Regions from separate parts of the Sus scrofa genome. Here region 2 is linked to region 1. Evidence: chromatin contacts called from public HiChIP or PLAC-seq data. All regions are on one chromosome and are shown on one strand. The core of a region is the stretch at or near the end of the contact, and the rest is flanking DNA. Distances in the headings are between cores, read along the strand shown.

Region 1 (5,738 bases), core at 82-2,581:
TGAATTGAGTTATTCTAACCTTAACTTTATTAAATATCAAAAGTTTAGCATTTATTGAGGTCCAGAGCTAGGTAGACTCTCAGGAGGTTAAAGGACTTTCTGGCAAGGTGGGGGAAACACAAAATAGATGTGATATTCTTGATATGTCCTGGCATCTACAGACATTTAAATTAGGAAAAAGGTAGGTGTGTGTGTGCATGTGTAGAATTTGAGAAGGCTCTTTGGACAAATGACACATTTCTCAGGGTGGCTTTTGGACTTAGGTAGGGAAATGAGTACAGGAGAAATGAAGTGGGACAAAGGGAGAATTTTAAACCAAAGAAGCCATTCTAGAACGGAAACCATTGGACCTGCACTTAACTCTGGCTTCAGTGTATGATAACATTTATGGAGTAGTTTCTATGGGTCAGACACTATACTAGGCATGATGGAAGATTAAAAATGAATGAAGCAGGTTCTCAAAGATTCTCTAGTGGGAGAAAATTTTGCACAGATTTCCCTAGAGAAAGCTGAATATATTAGGTGACACAAATGTATAGTAACAAAGTGCTGAGGAAATTTGGAAAATTTCCTGGTCATTTCTGGCTGCAGGATCTAGGAAGGAGGATGTTCAGAGTTGAAGGATCAGTAAATACTAGTAGATGAAAACGAGTTGGCTTATTTTTATCTTTAATAGTTTGTACCCCCAATTTATTACCCTAAAGGATAAAAAGGTGCAAATGAGGGTACATTTTCTTCATAAATACATGTTTCCAGTTCCTTACTCGCAGGATATTTTCTTATTCAGTCTCCCCGGAGTCCCACAAAACGAACCAGCAAGGTGGTGCTTCCTAAGTACACAAGACACTGAAAGAGGCGAAGACAAGAAACTGGTGAGAAAAGGTAGCATTCTTTAAATTGACTTCTCTGAGGATTACGGGACATTAAGACTGAAAATATTTGTAAACCAGGCTTTATGAGCAAGAACACAACTGCCTTAAACTCAGAATTATCTAAGAGCTCAGTAACTTCTGGGCAGAAACTCGGCCCAGGTCGCTCGGGGCTCGAGCCAGCACGGGCTGGTTCACGGGCGCAGTTATCTCTCCGGAAGGCTCTGAAGCGCGGCGAGCGCCTCTTGCCGCTTTCCAGGTCCCTACCCCTAACAACCCAGGTCTGCCAGCTCTTCTCTCCCCTGCACCAGCGAAATCTCGGCCAGGCGGAGACATGTGTGCGCATGCGCGCCCACCGCCCTGAGCAGAGGAGGTGCTTCTGCCCTCAGGAGCGCGCACGCCGCGCCGAGGGGCCCGGACGCGCGCGCTCCCGACCCTCCTCCTCCTTCTCGGCCCGCCCCTCCCTCGCCTCTTCCTGCCGGGCGGTCCTCCTCCCCTCCCCACTCCGCTCCCTCCGCCTTACTCCCTCCGCCCTCCTAGGGCTCCGGCGGCTGTGGAGTGAACGGGACGGGCCCGGCCGCAGAGCGCGGGGCGGCGGGTGGGACTCGAGCGCCTGGTAGAGTTGTTCCGGCCCTGTCCGCGGAGACGTGAGGAGGTGAGGCGAGGGCGGCCTCCTAGGGGCCGGTGGGCGGACGGGCGGCCCGGAGCCGCCGGCCCGGCTGGGGGTGTTGTCCCTGGGGCTGAGCCGGAGGAGGATTGTGGTGGGGGCCGGGCCCGGGACGGGATGCGAGAGGACTCGGGAGGAGGGTTTAGGATTGTCGGTCGCTTCCCCGACATCGCCGTTCTCCCGGTGGCCGCCCCCCGCGGCCCGAGCAGGCAGGCGGCAGGCTGGGTCGGCGCCCCTCACCTGGGGCGGGTGGTGACGGGTGCTCGCTTTCAGCTGTGCCCTCCTGACATTGTCGCCGCCTCCGCCGCTGCCGCCCGCTGCTGCACTGTGGCTGCTGCCGGGTTCGAAGTCCCAGCAGCCCCACGTCCGGGGGCGAGTGGTTAGGATTTTCTTACCCACATTCAGACATGTGTTCTTGACCTGGTCTCGCCCTCGCGCTCCGCCTGTCTCCGCCCGGCGGCACTTTGCTCCGCTCTTGCTGTTGATGCTTGTGGTTTTGCAGTCTGGGATGGGCTGCGTCCTGGGCAGATCTCTACCTGCAAGAAATGCCCCGCTTCAAAGTTGACCGCCTGGCCATGTCAAACAACCCCTGTCCAGGTTGTATGTGCTCAGTGTCCTGATAACTGAGTCAAAGTTTCTGAGACTGGGCTAGTACTTTGCACTGGTCGCCAACGGTGCAGGGCTGGGCAGTGCGTCAGCATGTGGAAAGGGGCCACCGGCTAGCAGGAGGTGGCCGGGTGTTAGGGGACTGGTCTGACAGGGTCTGTTTCTGGGTCCAGGTGCTTGTGTATTCTCCTTGTACACTCAGATAGGATTATCTTAGAAATGTACCAAAATTAGATGGTCACTTGCAGACTTGAGGGTTTCATGTAAGTAATGAGAAATGCCATCCTCATTATTGCTAATGGTAAGGAGAACTTTTGCTTGCCTGACAGATTTCAGTGCTGTCTGGAAACTGATTTCAGGGTCTGAATGTTTGGTACTGGAAACTTAAGGGATTTTTAAAAATACATTTACATTTTCTTGTACATGGAGGGAAGTAGGTAGTTGCCTGTTAGAATTCTGAAAACATAATTATCACGAAAGCCTTCTGACTTTTCTCATGAGTGTTTATGTGTGGCTTCTGTTGCACTTTTGTAGTATATCCAATAGTCTGATGTCAGAAGATACAAACATGAAGTTTGCTTGTGGGCAAATTGGAAGTGGATTTTGTCCATGGAAAATATTGGTGCACAAGTTGCCAGTACTGGAAAACTGGCCTGTGATTCATTATCTCAACAGAGTCTTATGTGAAACTGACAATGAAATTACAAAGGAGAAAGACCAGATAAATTTAATGTATACATTATCATCATATTATATTAAACACTCAGTGGTTGGGGGGGTGAGTTGAGACTCTTGAGTTAGAGTCGTGTCTCTATTGGAGTTCCCTTTGTGGCTCAGTGGTTAACGAATCCGACTGGGAACTATGAGGTTGTGGGTTTGATCCCTGGCCTTGCTCAGTGGGTTAACGATCCGGCATTGTCATGAGCTGTGGTGTAGGTTGCAGACGTGGCTCGGATCCCACGCTGCTGTGGCTCTGGCGTAGGTCCGGTTAGACCCCTAGCCTGGGAACCTCCATATGCCGAGGGAGCGGCCCAAGAAATGACAAAAAGACAGAAAAGAAAAAAAAAAGTGTGGTGTCTCTATTAAGCCAGGCAATAATGTGCCCTGATATTACCCACACCAAGTCATGTGGGGAGGAATGGATGTAGTTGGGCAGTGTTTATATGTGAATGTATTATATAGCCAATATTGTATTCTGGAAAGCTAGAAACAAGGTCCCCAATGTTATTGGGACATGAAGTAAGTGAAGGAATCAACCTTAAAAGGTGTGACTAAGTTTATAACTTTTTTTTTTGGCCTGAGTTATTTGATGGGAATGTTATACATTATAATTACGATGTTCTGATAATTTTTGCTAATTGTTTTGTAATTCAGATCATTTTCTTTTCACTCTATGAGTTGTAATGTTTTTTATTTGAATAACAGAATTTCATTGGGTATGTGAAACAGGGGTTTTCATGTTTATTAGCTCACCAATTCTAAATTTGTGGCTTCTAAAAACTTATAATTAAAATTTTTTTTGCCTTAACCCAAATTTGAACTTGTTTAATTACTGTATATTCATTTGAACTCAGTTGATTCAGCATTAAAACTGATAGTCCTTTTATCCATTCTTTTGGAGTAGTCAAAAGAAGGAATTCTGTTGCGCCAAGTAAAAATAGTATTAGTTGAGGATAGCCAGGCTTCTAGAGGTTAGCTTTGAAGAGAGGAGAAGCTAAGTAGCAAAACTTTTTTTTGTCTTTTAGTACCACAGCCACGGCACATAGAGTTTCCCAGGCTAGAGGTGTAATGGGAACTGTAGCCACCGGCCTACGCCAGAGCCACTGGATCTGAGCTGAGTCTGCAACCTACACCACAGCTCACGGCAACGCCAGATTCTTAACCCGATAAGCGAGGGCCGGTATCGAACCTGCATTCTCATGGATGCTAGTCGGGTTTGCTAACCGCTGAGCCACGACGGGAACTCCACAAAATTTTCTTGTATTGAGGGAAAAGAACTGGCTCTACAGTCTAGCTTGCCATTGTCTTGAAGCGGTGTAGAGATGATTATGGCTGGATAGAGGGTGTTTGGAGAACGACACAGACACTATAGGCTTTAGGATTCCCAGGCACAAGAGCTTTTTTGCTGTGTCTCACAAGTTTTAATGAGTTACTACATGTATATAACTCTTGCTTTATGTAAATAGATCAGACAGTGGATCTGAGTATGACCAGCGGCCCAAGGCTTGTCCAGCCTCTGGTACGGCATGGACAGCTCCAAATTTTCTTATGGCGGTAGTCTTTTGGTGAGCTTTTGCTACCAGCGATCATGGAGGCAAACAAAGTATAGACTTGAGCCTGACTTATGGTAAAACATAAGGAGAGGTTTTTAAGGAGAGGTTTAGTATTGTGACCATGGAGAAAGACATTACTTGCCTTGATTCTCAGCTTTTCAGAGTGGTGAATAAATTTCACTTTATGATCAGTGTTTGAAATTGCATGTAAATATGTGATTAGCAGTGGACCCTAATTAGGAATAGTTAATGGAATTAAGCAGAACTTGTATCTCAACAATCTCTTTTTCATACTTCTTTTACTTTCCATATTGTAGTCGTTCAACAGATAAGATGCCATAACTGTTTGAGTATAGTGAGTTGGTGTTTATGCTGACTCCTTTTTGTCATCTTTTCTTTCTTTCTTTTTTTTTTTTTGGTGTAATTTTGGGGGATTTTCCTGGGAAATTTCTAGGTATATATTCACTTGATTTGGAATTATATTTGGAGTAAAGTTATTAGTCAGTTTGAAATTCTGAGCCTTCTTGTTTTCTAAATAACCTTAAAAATAGAAAACAAAATTCTTTATAACACTCATGAAAAATCTGGTTACAGACTGTGTTGTTGTGCTAGACATAGTACAGCCAAAAATATATTCAAGAAACTTCCCTTCTCCTCACCTAGTTTAGTAAGCTTAAATAAGAAGAAAATAAGAATTTTTTTTTCCATAAAAGCCTGATTTTCCCAGAATATCAAGTCTAACAACTGTTTGCTGTGCTATTTTCCCCCTTGCCTATTCTGAATTCAACAGGTACTATATGTCTCTAGTTTATAGCAAAGACTTAATTTTATTTTTTTAATTTTTTGTCTTTTTAGGGCCACACCTGCAGCAAATGGAGGTTTCCAGGCTAGGGGTCGAATCAGAGCTGTAACCGCTGGCCTACACCGTAGCCACAGCGACACCAGATCCGAGCCAATTCTGCAACCTACGCCACAGCTTACGGCAATGGTAGATCCTTAACCCACTGAGCAAGGCCAGGGATCAAACCTGTGTCGTCATGGATGCTAGTCAGATTCATTTCTGCTGAGCCACGATGGTAACTCCCACAAGTTTTTTTTTTTTTTTTTTTTTAAGTTATTAACTCCAAAGACTTAATTTTAGTAGAGGATTCTTAGTAATGGAGATCTTGTTGAGGGTTGCAAGCGTGTGCTGGAGAATTTGACAGGGAAACCTCAGGCCTGGAAATTTACTTTTTTATAGTTCTGTTTTTTCTATACCCAGCTTCTTGGTGGAGTGGGGACATGGGCACATATCAAAATTACCTAGACTTTTTTTTTCATACT
Region 2 (5,600 bases), core at 3,028-5,527, 53 kb after region 1:
TTTATTAAAGGAGAAATTAAAATAGTTTATATTCATTGTTTATATTAAGAATTTGAAATTTTGTGGCAAGTAAGAATAAGAAGCAAAAGAAAATCAAACTAAAATTGGTACTTGGGATTTTTTTGGTTTGTTTTGTTTTTGTTTTTTTAGAGCCGTACCTGCAACATATGGAGGTTCCTAGACAGCCACAGCAACTAGGGATCTGGGCCATGTCTTTGACTTACACCACAGTTCATGGGAAACACCAGATCCCCGACTCTCTGAGCGAGGCCAGAGATCAGACCTGCACCCTTATGGATCCTAGTTGGATTCATTTTCACTGTGCCACAACGGGGACTCTGGGATGTTTTTGTATAAGATCTTCTGTAGGTGGTAGCTCACAATCTGGTATTCCTAGAATGTGAAACATGTACATCACCTCTTACTCTTTGGCAAATTAGCAGAGTAAGCTGGAATAAATAACTTTATTTCTCTTCCTGATGGGAAAATTTTATCTTTTTTGTACTGAGTCCATTTGATTTTTATCTCCGGTTACTTAAATGGAATTAAAAAACCAAACATTTATCTGTACATGAGCTAGATGGGAAGCTTTCAGTTAGGCTACTGTTTTACTTGAGTAGATTTAATCATCTGGGGAGATTGTTGAAGGTGCTTCCAGTGGTACAAGTTATGTTTTGAGGAATACAAGTTTTATTATATATAGTTTGTTACCATAGTATTTTTTTTTTTTTAGGGTCTTATCCATGGCATATGGAAGTTCTCAGGCTAGGGGTTGAATCTGAGCTGCAGCTGCCAGCATATGTCACAGCCACAGCCACATTAGATCCAAGCCATGTCTGCAGCCTATAGCACAGCTCAAGGCAATGCTGGATCCTTAACCTACTGAGCCAGGGATGGAACCCGCATCCTCATGGATGCTAGTTGGGTTTGTTACTGCTAAGCCACAATGGAAACTCTAATAATTTTAAGATTTAAAATTTCTATGCCTTAAATTTTTTTTTTATTTACTAGATCTTTCTGGGATTGAGACAGTGTTGGTCTCCTGCTCTATTTGTTTTCCAGTCTAATTGATCCTTGGATTTCTAATATGCTGCAGTGTTATATGGTACATAAAACTTCAGCCACCTTCTCTTGTTCTCATTGATTATATTTTGCATTTATATAATTGACCTTTATGGAATATAGTGCAATGCCTTTTATCTTGAAAAAAGGTAAAAAGTCTTTTCACTGTGTTCCTCATTCTGATCCAGTCATCCATACAAATTTGAGGTTACTGTGACCACCACTTTGCATGTCCTTTTTTTTTTTTTTTTTTTTTTTTTTTTGACTCTGAAGGAGGGCCTCACTTTGGTCATTCAATTTCATTTTAATCTGCTCTTGTCATTATGGAGTTTATAGGAACTGTTGGTTAATTTTGACATGTACTTTATTCTCCATCATTCATTTATTATTTAGATGCCGCATAATGTGTTAGATGCTAAAGGAAATGTAGACTTTTGTTTTTGTGTTTTTAAACTTACTTTCCATGCTATGATTACTTTGCTTTTATATTTTTATTTTGGCAGTGTCTAAACATATAGAAAATCAGGGTAAATGATGTAAATATTCCTATGACTTTTCCCAATTTATCAAATTTAAATTGATGACAATCTAGTTTCCCCTGTGCTTTCCCCTATGATTATATTAAGCACATCTCAGATATCATGTGATTTAACCTGTAAATACTTCACTATGTATTGTTAAGATAAGGACTTCCTCGTAACGATACCATCTATATTCACACTCACAAAAATACCAACTTCTTAATGTGATTAACTCTCTAGCCAGTGTTCTCATTTTTTTTTGCATAAATGGGAAATTCAGTGAGGAAGTGTCTAACATTTTAATTTACTCTGTTTTCTAGTTACGTCATTATATCATAAACCCATGGAAATTCTATATAATGTCAAGAGTGCGTGCTGGCTACTTATCCAGTGAAAGAGACCATCAGTACTCTTATCCTGTCCCTTTAGAGACAAAGTCCTGATCAAGGTGAAGGATACTAGTTTTAGGAACTGACCTTACTCATCTTGGGCACTCTTTCATTTGTTCAGCAAATATTTACCTGTCTTCTATGTGCCAGACGTAGTTCTAGGTGCTTGGTTTACATCAGTGAATAAGACAAAGATTCTTGCCTTTGAAGATGCTGTATTCTAGTGAGGGAGACAGGCAATAAACATTAAGTGTAATACAAAAGTAAATTAGATTGTGTTAGAAAATAAGTGTTCTGGAAAAAAGAGTAAGTAGAGTAGGATAAAGGGGGATTGGAAGTTGGTGGTGGAAAAGCAGACAGATAAGGTAATCAGGGTAAGTCTCAGAAGAAGATGAGATTTGAGGCAAGATATGAACAGGGGACTAAAGGGTTAACCAAGCAGACATCTGGGAGAAGAGTGTTCACAGCACAGCAAGTGTGCCGTGGTTGTTTGAGAGAAAGTAAGGAGATTGTTTTAGATGGATGGAGTCGAGTCAACCAGGCAGAGAATTGTAGGGGATAAGTAATAAATGTAAGATGGGGAGGGGGAAGTAGTGAGGAAGGGTGAGTTTTTAGTACAGGCGTGTAATGACTTCGAAGGTCATTTGGCCTTTTTTTTTTTTTTTTTTTTTTTTTTTTGTCTTTTTGCCATTTCTTGGGCCATTCTCGCGGCAGGCATATGGAGGTTCCCAGGCTAGGGGTCTAATCAGAGCTGTAGCTACTGGCCTACGCCAGAGCCACAGCAACATGGGATCTGAGGCGCATCTGTGACATACACTATAGCTCAGGCAACGTTGGATCCTTAACCCACTGAGCAAGGCCAGGGATCGAACCTACAACTTCATGGTTCCTAGTCGGATTTTCTAACCACTGCGCCATGACTCCCCTTTTGGCTTTTATTATGAGTGAAATGGGGGAGCCATTGGAGGGTTCTGATCAGAGGGCCGGTAATAACTACATTAAAAAGACCATTCTTTGTGTTTTTGAAAATAGACTACAGGGAACAAGTAAAGACGCAGAGAGATTATTTAGGCAGCTTGTAGAATAATCTTGATGAGAGATGATGGTGGCTAGAACTGGGTAGTGGCAGTGGTAGTGATAAAAAGCGGATAATTTCTGGATGTGATTTGAAGGTAGAGCCAAAGGAATTTTCTTACATTATAGCTGTAAAGTCAGGGTGTGGGTGGGGGTAAAGAGAGAGGGAGGGAGAGACAGAGGTTGATTGATTGAGGAAGGTGAGAAAGAAAGTAGTAGCCTGAGCAGTACTTTTTACTGGAGTAACTAGAAGGATGGAGTTGCCCTCAATCAGGATGAGAAAGTCTGGGAGTTCCCGTCATGGCTCAGTGGTTAACAAACCCTACTGGTATCCATGAGGATGCGTGTTCGATCCCTGGCTTCACTCAGTGGGTTAAGGATCCTGCATTGCTGTGAGCTGCGGTGTAGGTCACAGATGTGGCTCTGATCCCACATTGCTGTGGCTGTGGCTGTGGCTGTGGCTGTGGCTGTGGCTGGCGGCTACAGCTCTGATTCAGGTTACCCTAGGCTGGTAACCGCCATATGCCACAGGTGTGGCCCTAAAAAGACAAAAGACCAAAAAAAAAGAAAGAAAGAAAAAAGTCTGCAGGAGGGTGGTGTGGGTTGGCTATTAGGCTGATGGGGGGAAAGATTTAAAGTATTGATTTTTGAATATGTTGAGTTTGAAATCTGTCTAGGCCATCCAGTTGGAGCCTACCTTATAACTGCCTGTTAAGTAATGTGTTCATCTTCAGCAGCAACAGTTTTTTAAAAAACTAATTGGAGTCTGTGTGAATGCTCTTGGAGACCCCAAGGCTCTAATATTCCAATCTCTGCTCTCAGTATGGCAACAAGTCTGTTGTGGCTTGTAACTTAGGATTCAAAGGCATGACAAATCGAAGATGGGCATCAACATGCAGATTTAGAAACATGAGAAGCTGTCACATACTGGATTTCTGATGCTTTGTATTTTATTACGCTTTTCCTGTTTAAAACATCAGAAAGCATTTAAAAACATTCTTTAGGTGGGGTATTCAATAGAAATGGTTATGAGGCCATTGAATAATTTTTTCTTCTAACTATGTAAAATACTCTTGGGTTTTATTTGTCTTGTGAGAGTGAAACCTTGCAAAGTATAAAGCAGTTCTAGAATGGTTTTTACTTTGGACTATTTTCCCATTGCACAGTGACTCAGTTTGTAGTTTATATAGTTTTCATCTCAGCAAGATCCTTTTCCCCTTTGCTTTGTCATATGACCTTATATGATTTCATAGAAACTATGTAGTTATGAAATTTTAGGTACATGTCATGAAATTTCCTATATACTAGCTTCTTCAAATTATTCTTGGTGGTTTTTTGTATTTCTTTGTTTTTGTGTAGTAGAATTTGGAAGCTTCCTTTTTTTAAAATTAAAAAAAAATTGGGGAGTTCCCGTCGTGGCGCAGTGGTTAACGAATCCGACTAGGAACCATGAGGTTGCGGGTTCGGTCCCTGCCCTTGCTCAGTGGGTTAACGATCCGGCATTGCCGTGAGCTGTGGTGTAGGTTGCAGACACGGCTCGGATCCTGCGTTGCTATGGCTCTGGCGTAGGCTGGTGGCTATGGCTCCGATTTGACCCCTAGCCTGGGAACCTCCATATGCCGCAGGAGCGGCCCAAGAAATAGCAAAAAGACAAAAAAAAAAAAAAAAAAAAAATTTTTTTTTTGTCTTTTTAGGGCCTCACCTGTGGCATATGGAAGTTCCCAGGCCAGGGGTTGGATCAGAGCTGTAGCTGTTGGCCTATGCCACAGCCACAGCAACATGGGATCTGGCCACATCTATGACCTACACCACAGCTCACAGCAATGCAGGATCCTTAACCCAATGAGCTAGGCCAGGGATTGACCTGTGTCTTCAGGGATACTAGACAGGTTCATTACTGCTGAGCCACAACAGGAACTCCAGAAGGTACCATTTTTTAAGCATTGCAAAACTTTTTTTCACATTTCTTAACTTTTCTCATAAGCATCCTACTGAATCATTTTACCGAAAAAATTAGAAAGTAGTACGAAATGTATAGAAATGTATGTAATCCCTTTGTTAGAAATTCTACCAAACCAAGGAAAATGCATTTTTTTGAAACCTAGTTTATTTGAGGGATGTCGATGAATTCTAACTCTTTGATATGGATCATTAGTTCTGAAGAACTAGGCAGATACAAATGCATACACACAGACAAACATACATGCACATCATATGCCAAGAAGCTTTTGGGTACTGTATATTTAAATTTCTTCTCATGAGTAAGAAGGTGTTAAGCCAGGCATATCTCAGAAATACTCAGTGTTCTAGTACACCCAGAAGATTCTGTGCTTCAGAGACAGAAATCAGATCTTTGATTGTAGGCTTTAATAGGAAAAAAAAACATTCTTTAAAAATCATTTTACTTCAGTTCCTTAGTTGTGTTGGTGTTGTATCTTCTTGGACAATGATTGAGGCTTCCTAACTGCTGATTCTTGTGCAGCTCAAATAGTTGAAGAGGGCAGCAGGGAAATCCCTTTTCTTTCCTTTGGCATCAGGAACCATGTCTGGTTGC

What was found. HiChIP or PLAC-seq counts read pairs in DNA pulled down with a chosen protein or histone mark.
Region 2: a contact with region 1 is called in an H3K27ac HiChIP or PLAC-seq map of alveolar macrophages. The contact joins the enhancer-like site here to the promoter of RABGAP1L in region 1. A contact is called at or near these places in 1 of 5 promoter capture datasets (liver), 5 of 47 Hi-C or Micro-C datasets (alveolar macrophages, embryonic fibroblasts, fibroblasts and 2 more) and 1 of 2 datasets of contacts at active chromatin or transcription factors (alveolar macrophages).

What each region holds. Positions count from the first base shown.
Region 1 is chr9:116,401,087-116,406,824 of Sscrofa11.1, forward strand. RABGAP1L (rab GTPase-activating protein 1-like) reads left to right here and starts at 1,332. Exons shown (of 26, transcript XM_021102607.1): 1 at 1,332-1,524.
Region 2 is chr9:116,451,239-116,456,838 of Sscrofa11.1, forward strand. All of the region lies in intron 1 of RABGAP1L (rab GTPase-activating protein 1-like), which reads left to right. Among named protein-coding and RNA genes, the nearest start is that of RABGAP1L, 52 kb to the left of the region's middle. Within about 2 kb of position 4,278, at least 1 of the 83 cell types and tissues checked has an H3K27ac peak or open chromatin away from gene starts, as enhancers often do. A contact at or near this core is called in alveolar macrophages, where this site is marked.